2 separate regions of the Rattus norvegicus genome follow, and region 1 is linked to region 2. A link is a contact called in public Hi-C data. All regions are on one chromosome and are shown on one strand. Each heading gives the region's core, a stretch centred on a gene start, on an enhancer-like site or on the middle of the called end of the contact. The rest is flanking DNA. Distances are from core to core; before and after follow the strand shown. Region 1 holds the start of Agap1 (ArfGAP with GTPase domain, ankyrin repeat and PH domain 1). Region 2 has its middle 110 kb from the start of Agap1.

Region 1 (3,275 bases), core at 219-2,718, 110 kb after region 2:
GCGCTTCCTAGGTAAGTGCTCTACTATTTTATTTTTTTAAAGCAGGGTCTCACCTTGAGTCCACAGCAATCCTCTGGTTTCGGTCTCTTGAGCGCTGAGACTACAGGATGTCCAACATGAGAAAAGTTATGTTCAACCCAACAGTTGGATGTGAAGAGGAGGGGGATGTGAAGAAGATAGGTTTGGGACAGAACATTTAGTCTCATCAACTTCTATACGGTATTCAAAGCCATAAGAGAGGCAAATAAAACAGGTCTAAGGACTAGTCCCAGGGTCATCCATATTTAAAGCTTAGGGAAGTACAAAGGAACCCCCAAAGAGATCGAGAAGCCAGATGTGAAGCAGGGGAGGCCCTGGAACTACTTCACAAAGAGTTGGGGTTTCAAGGTGAAGTAGGGACGAATTGCTTACAGTAGGATGAACCCACATGCCAGTATCTCTACTAGCGTCACTCTAAGGGCAAAGTCAGAGGCAAGTCACAGAACAAGTCAGGGCCTCTGTTGTGTTAGGGACAAGGAAGGCGGAACAGTACACCTACCTGACAAATACTGGAACCCGGAAGAGTTCCAAGAGCCAAGAACTAGACTGCCTGGGTCCCTGGGCTGTCCATTAGCTTACATTTGAACCTGGTAGGGCACAGGACATTTGAATGTTTATGAAACACCCCTGCACGGCGAGACAGGGACTCTGCCACAGTGCATTGATCTAGGACCTTTAAGGCCTCGGACTCACCCTGAATTCTTGGAAATTTACAACCTAATTCACTCGGAGACGTTGGGATGACCTCTCAGCTGCAGTGCGGTCCAGCTTCATGAGCTCCTGGACTGAGCTAAAGTAGGGTAGTGTTGAGCGCTCGGAGGGCTGTGGCTTGGAGGCTACAACTCAGTTGTGCAACCTTTTCGTGGAGAAGCCTAGAAGACCCCGTGGAATCCCGTCCCACCTACCATCCCCGCCTCAAGTTCAGTTTCTTGATCAGGACCCCGTGTATCCCATGGGAAGGGAAGTAACTCGCCTGCTGGGTTCAGAAAAGGAGGCAGAAAGTTGTCAGGCGGGGGAGGGGACCCTGCGTGTCGCAGAGGTTCCTTAAGCGCTCTGCTGGCAAACAAACAAAAGCGCGGGGCGGGCGGGCTCGCGCGCCACCTTGTCCGTACGGAGGCGCTGGGGCTGGCACGGGGCAGTGGGGATAACAGAGAGGGCCCAGGGCTCTCAGCACTCAGATCAGCAGGCTTTAGGGGCGTCCGGGCATCCCGCGGGGCCCGCCCAGTGCGCTGCGACGCGAGCGCAGAGCGCACCCCACGCGCGCGGGCCGGTCGGCGCGATGGACTACAAGTCCCAGCAAGCCCAGAGGCAGCGCGGGGCGGGGTCTGGCGCAATTCCCCGGGATCCGGCGCGCTGGGAAGCGCCGCGGAGGACGCAGCGGCGGCCGGAGGGCGGCGAGCGCGGGCGGGGGCGGGGCCGACGTGGGCCAGAGCCCTGCGTGCCAGGGAGGGGGCTGGCCGGGCAGCGGCGGGCGGCGCTCGGAGCGGTCTCCGCGGCTGGCAAGGCGCCCACAGCTCGGTCTCGGCTCGGCGGACGGCGCAAGGCAGCTGAGGGCCCCGGAGCGCGCGGTAGCACAGCGCTCACAAGCGCGCGGACCCAGCCGCAGCCGTGCGCCCCGGAGCAGAGCGGCCACTGCCCGGGGGCCTCGGCCCCGGCACTCGCAGCGCGGCGCTGCCTGCGCTTTAATGGCTGCTCGGCCGGCCGGCGCGTAGGGGTGCAGGCGGCTGCGGCGCGGGAAGGCGCCCGAGCAAGCCTCCTCCGCGGCCGGCCGCGCTCCATGGCGCCGCGGTCTCCCCGGACGGCCCGCTGACCCGGGACGCTGGTCCCTGGCATGAACTGAATCCCTCTACTGCTTCATCCTCGGCTTTCTTTTTTGCGCCTCCTCGGCTCCGTGCTCTCCGGGGGCTGCGGCGCCCCGGGTCTCGGTAGCCCGCGGGGCTCCGGGGCGCGGGGCGGCGGCGACGGGGGGCGCGCGGCTTTGGGCGCCGCGCCTGCACCATGAACTACCAGCAGCAGCTGGCCAACTCGGCTGCCATCCGGGCCGAGATCCAGCGCTTCGAGTCGGTTCACCCCAACATCTACTCCATCTACGAGCTGCTGGAGCGCGTGGAGGAGCCGGTGCTGCAGAACCAGATTCGGGAGCACGTCATCGCCATCGAAGGTGAGGGCCAGACCGCCCGGGGCTTCTGGAAAGCGCGGGGGAGCGGGCGCCCCTGGCGCGGCGGGGTGTGTGCGCGCTTGTGTGTTTGCGTGTATACACACGCGGCTGCCCGGCGGAGAGAGCACTGCGGTGCCTCTTGTCCCGCAAGGCCGGCCAGTCTGCCAGGGAAGATGGATTATCGGCGTTCATTTGATAATGGACAATGGAGTCTCTCCTGTGAGAAAGTGGCACGGTGCCGCCAGGTCCTGGGCCTCCCGCATGTCCCGTCCGGGCCCAGCAGACGCCTGGGGGCAGCTGCTTGGGATGGCGCCACAGGATCCATGACAGGTTATCAGGCCTGGCCTGAGCGTCTTCCATGGACGTTGAAGATGTGTTTTGAGAAGCGCTGCTGCTGGGGGTGCTGTTCTGGCCAGCTTATTCAGTTGCTTCACGGCTGTCTTTTTTTCCCAGTTCGCGGATACAGGGGAGGCATTTGGATTTGGCGCATGTAGGAAGCCAATGGGACCGAGGCAGCATCATGTCCCAGTGCTGCTGATCAGGCTGGCCTTGTACAAACGCTGGGCGTTTTGCATTAAAGTCAAAGTATAACCTTTTTAGGGAGGCAGGACACCTTGATATTCTCTTGCTGAAGGGGGCACTTTAATACACCTGCCACTTGGGAGCTACCCAAGAGGAGGAAAAGTGAATGATCCTGCTGTCTTTAAGCCTGTGTTTGCCTGGAACACTGTTCTAACCCCTCAGTGTCAGCCAGGGCAGTATCGCTGCAGGGGAGGATGGAGCTGGCAGCTTTGCCCTGGCCTGTGTTCTCTTTGGACTACCAATGGCTCACGTTTCTCCCCTACTAGGTCCCTGAACTGTTTCCTTGGATTGTTTCTCTGGGCCTGCCATCATTTACCTGGGGGAGCAGGTGGCATCTAAGTGGGCAGTGTGTCATAGTTCAGCCAGTAGATTAGCAGCCTGTCCTCTTGAGTTGCTGTTGGCCAGTGACAGTAGAAGGCCTGCAGGTGGCTTGTCCTAGTATAATACTGTGCCTGCCAAAGGCTGGTGAGGCCTCTATTGAGGACCACAGGAGCTC
Region 2 (3,554 bases), core at 480-2,979:
ACCCATAAACTTAAAAGAAAGAAATCATTTTTTAGACATCCTACTATTGATATAAAGCTTTTTTTAACATTCAAACAAAATATAAGATACTCTGATCTATCCGTACAGCATGAGTACCACCTTAACTTACACTAAAAAAAAAAAAAAAAAACACTGCTCACTGTACACATCTATGAAGAAATATCCAGGCCAATCGAGACATCTAATTAATTAATCTACATTAGCTAAAAAAAATCTACATTAGCCACAAACAAAATAATCCTGAAAGGTCTTGGGCCCCAATCCATAGCTATACTCTATATCAATGTATAGAGTTGGCTGGCCCACAGGGAACTCGCCCAAATTGTGGGGCCATGAGCACCATGTTTTTTGCTTGTTAAGCATAAAAACCACATCCCAGGCTGACACAATGAACAATATCAGTTAGCAAGAAGCAGAACAACAGAAGCCAGAAAGCACGGTTAGTATATGTAAGGACTTTCCCAGCCGCATTCTGAGACCATTGACGTAGCCTCTGTTGCTGCGTTAGCAGTGAACTAGGTCTTTGTTTCTGCTTTGACAGGCCTCCATGTTGGGTTCCAATGTCTGAAGGGGCTTTTATCATGGTGTCAGTTGTGCTAAGGTCTGGAGGTCTACTGAGGTCTGAGGGCCTGTTACAATAACCAAAATTGCTATAAGGGCTCTCTACAGTTTCTCAAATTATCCCAATTTTGGATATTTTTGTTATCTCCTGCATTGATTTGCTTCCTCTCTAACCAGAAGCAATTTTTGGAGAGAAAGGTTTGGTTGGCTTAGATTTCCACATCACTGTCCATCACTGAGGGAAGTCAGAGCAGGAATCTAGAGACAGGAACTAAAGCAGAGGCCATGGAAGAATGCTGTTTATTGGCCAGCTCAGAATGTTTCCTTATAGAACCCAGAACCATCAGCACAGGGGAGGTGCCGCCCACAGTGGGCTGGACCCTCCCACATCAATCATCAGTCAAGAAAATGACCCCACAGACACGCCCACAGGCTGGTGTAGTGAAGGCAGTCCCTCCACTGGGGTTTCCTCTTCCTGGAAAACCTTACTTTGTATCAAGTTAACAAGGGGTAGACAGCACATCTGCTTAGTGCTTAGTGGGGGTGTCTGTGAGCTTTCAGATAAAAACTAGAGTTAACTAATTTACAACAACCAGGCAACAGGTTTACCCTGGGTTGAGCACGTAGGGTGGCTTTCCTGTCTCATCCGGTTTGAAAGGCTACTCTCACTTCTAATTAACATTCCTATTCCTCTTAAACCCCATTCACTGTCCTACTGGATACTGGACTCGGTCCAGTAATCAAAAACCCACTTGGCTTCTAATAAGGGAAGTGAGAAGTGACCCACAAAGTGTGGCGTGTGCGATTGTTTCACAGAGTGGGCATCAACTCCAACAAAGAGATGTTTAATCTCACCTGCCAGACTGGACTGATCAGGAGGGCAGGGAATCTTCAGTGTCAGCAATAAAGCTCAACGTTTCAAGACCTCTCTGGTAGCCTGTCCCGGGACTGTCTGTGTGCTTGGAGGCTTAGCAGCCTTTCTCTTGCTGATCAATGCCAGCCGTCTTTCTAACTGTCGCTGTCCTTGCTGCCTTGCTGTCTGGAGCTGACCATGATCTGTGAATATGGTTTGCACAGGGCACGGGGAGGTACTCTCTCCTTCAAGGGTGTGGACAGTGTTGCTACCCTGTTTCCCCTAGGGTGGCGCTGTTGTGCCATTGAAGCGGGTGGCAAGGCTTTATAGATATTGCTCTGAACCGCTGGAGTCCAGGAAAGGAGTGGTCCCCACAGCTGGGATGGGCTGGAGCCAGCTTGTCTCTGCTCACACAAGCCAGTTACAACACTGATACGAAACACCACCAGAGCTTTTATGAACCAGGTCTTCGGCCATTGGCAGCTAGAAATCAGAAGGAAGAAAACATCTAAGCTACCAGACTCAGTCAGCAAAAGCAAAGCAGTTTAAGAGTGTGGGATTCAAAGCCCTCCCCTGAGGAAGGCAATTCTCAGATCATTGTTGAACGCTTGCCAGTGGAGCTGGATCATCCCCTGGCTACCCAGAGTACCTGAAAAGTTTACCTGATTGTTTTCTTGGGCTGTTGAAGAGGACCTGGTTTCCCAGATAGAAGCCAGGGCTCCGTCAGAAGTTAACTCCTCCAACTGGTACCAGGAAACAGGACTCCTTTCTGCTCCCCTGTCGTTAAACAACATTGCCTAAGAGATGTCTGGGATGGATGGCTGCGTTTTAGTTTTCTTCACTTTCTAGGTTGTTGCTCTGAGGATTGGTACAATGGCCTGGGAGGCAAAGGTATGGCTGAGGTGAGTAGCTAATGGGTCCACTCCATGTTCTACTCCCTGGAGAAGAGGTGCACTTCCGCCGAATGCTTAAATGACATCCAAGATTAATTATGGACAAGATGGTGACAAATACATTAAAGGTGGATTAAACCCTCCTTTTAATATAGTCTTGGACTTAACCTCGCCACAAAGTCCATTCTGTCTCTGACCCCAGCACATGCTTTGTTTCACCTAAAGGCTTTCTGCTAGGAAACCAAAACCTTCAGGGAGCCACAGACGGCCAGGAAGTGGTGTGTAAATACCTGGTGGTGTGTCCGGGCTGTTCTTTCATGTTACCCAGAGTTCCAAGCTGCTGAAGGTCCAGTGTCATTGGCTGAGTGAAACAGAATCTTGACCCTACACAGAGCTCTCTTCCAGAGGCATTGGACTACCATTTCTTTTACTAACGTGTGTTCCTGAGTACTTGATCACTGTATCCTCCAGTTCATAAAGGAGCCAGAACTTCTCAGAGACAGAGATATCAAAGCACGGCTTGTGGGGTCCGTTGGACATCGGAACCCCATGCTGAATGTCGGCCTCAGCATTGAACACACACTTCTATCCAATAAAGATACCTTCAACTCTAAACCCCTTAACCTAATTTTAGACTGAAGACTGAGTAGAGAACCAGTGTCTGGAGGGCTCTGTGAGAGTTTTCAAGTAAGCACCAAGTAGGCTGGTCAGCACAATGAAGGCTTTTATTCTCGCCGTCCAGCTTCGATAGCTCTGAAGACATTTATAGCCCACTGTTTCCTTCTCGATAACCCATTTTAAAGATATCTCATTTCCCCATGGCTGTTCCACTAGGTATCACACAAGTGTGATCTCCTCAAAAATAGCAAAACAAAACTGTTAAAACACATGGCCAATATCATCCTTGTATTGAAAGATTAAAGCATCCCCTTAAGACCGGGAGGGAGCCTAGAGTCCCAGGAGAGGTGGTAAAAATGTTCTAAAACCTGACTATGGTTAGTTATAGCTTTGTGGATATCTAAAAATCACTAAAACATAGACTGTTCATGGATGGACCATACACCATATGGGCTGAATATCAATACAGAGGGCCTGCAAGCTACCCAGAAAGGGAAAGTCCAAACATGAGAGGATTTGTTGATGTCCTTGGATTTAGGGGGTCATTGTGAAAGGAGGCTTTTGGGGACAGAGTAAAAGGAAACAGGTGCCTCATTCTTAAAACCACC

What was found. Hi-C and Micro-C count contacts between places; a contact is called where the count stands out from the background.
Region 1: a contact with region 2 is called in a Hi-C map of kidney, with 2.2 times the contacts expected there. The contact joins the promoter of Agap1 here to the enhancer-like site in region 2. A contact is called at or near these places in 3 of 12 Hi-C or Micro-C datasets (Schwann cells, kidney and mammary epithelial cells) and 1 of 1 datasets of contacts at active chromatin or transcription factors (oligodendrocytes).

Annotation. Positions count from the first base shown.
Region 1 is chr9:97,485,938-97,489,212 of GRCr8, forward strand. It overlaps Agap1 (ArfGAP with GTPase domain, ankyrin repeat and PH domain 1), which reads left to right and starts at 1,469. Exons shown (of 18, transcript NM_001401593.1): 1 at 1,469-2,200. The coding sequence starts at 2,038.
Region 2 is chr9:97,373,737-97,377,290 of GRCr8, forward strand. No RefSeq gene overlaps it. Among named protein-coding and RNA genes, the nearest start is that of Agap1, 110 kb to the right of the region's middle. Within about 2 kb of position 1,730, at least 21 of the 93 cell types and tissues checked have an H3K27ac peak or open chromatin away from gene starts, as enhancers often do. A contact at or near this core is called in kidney, where this site is marked.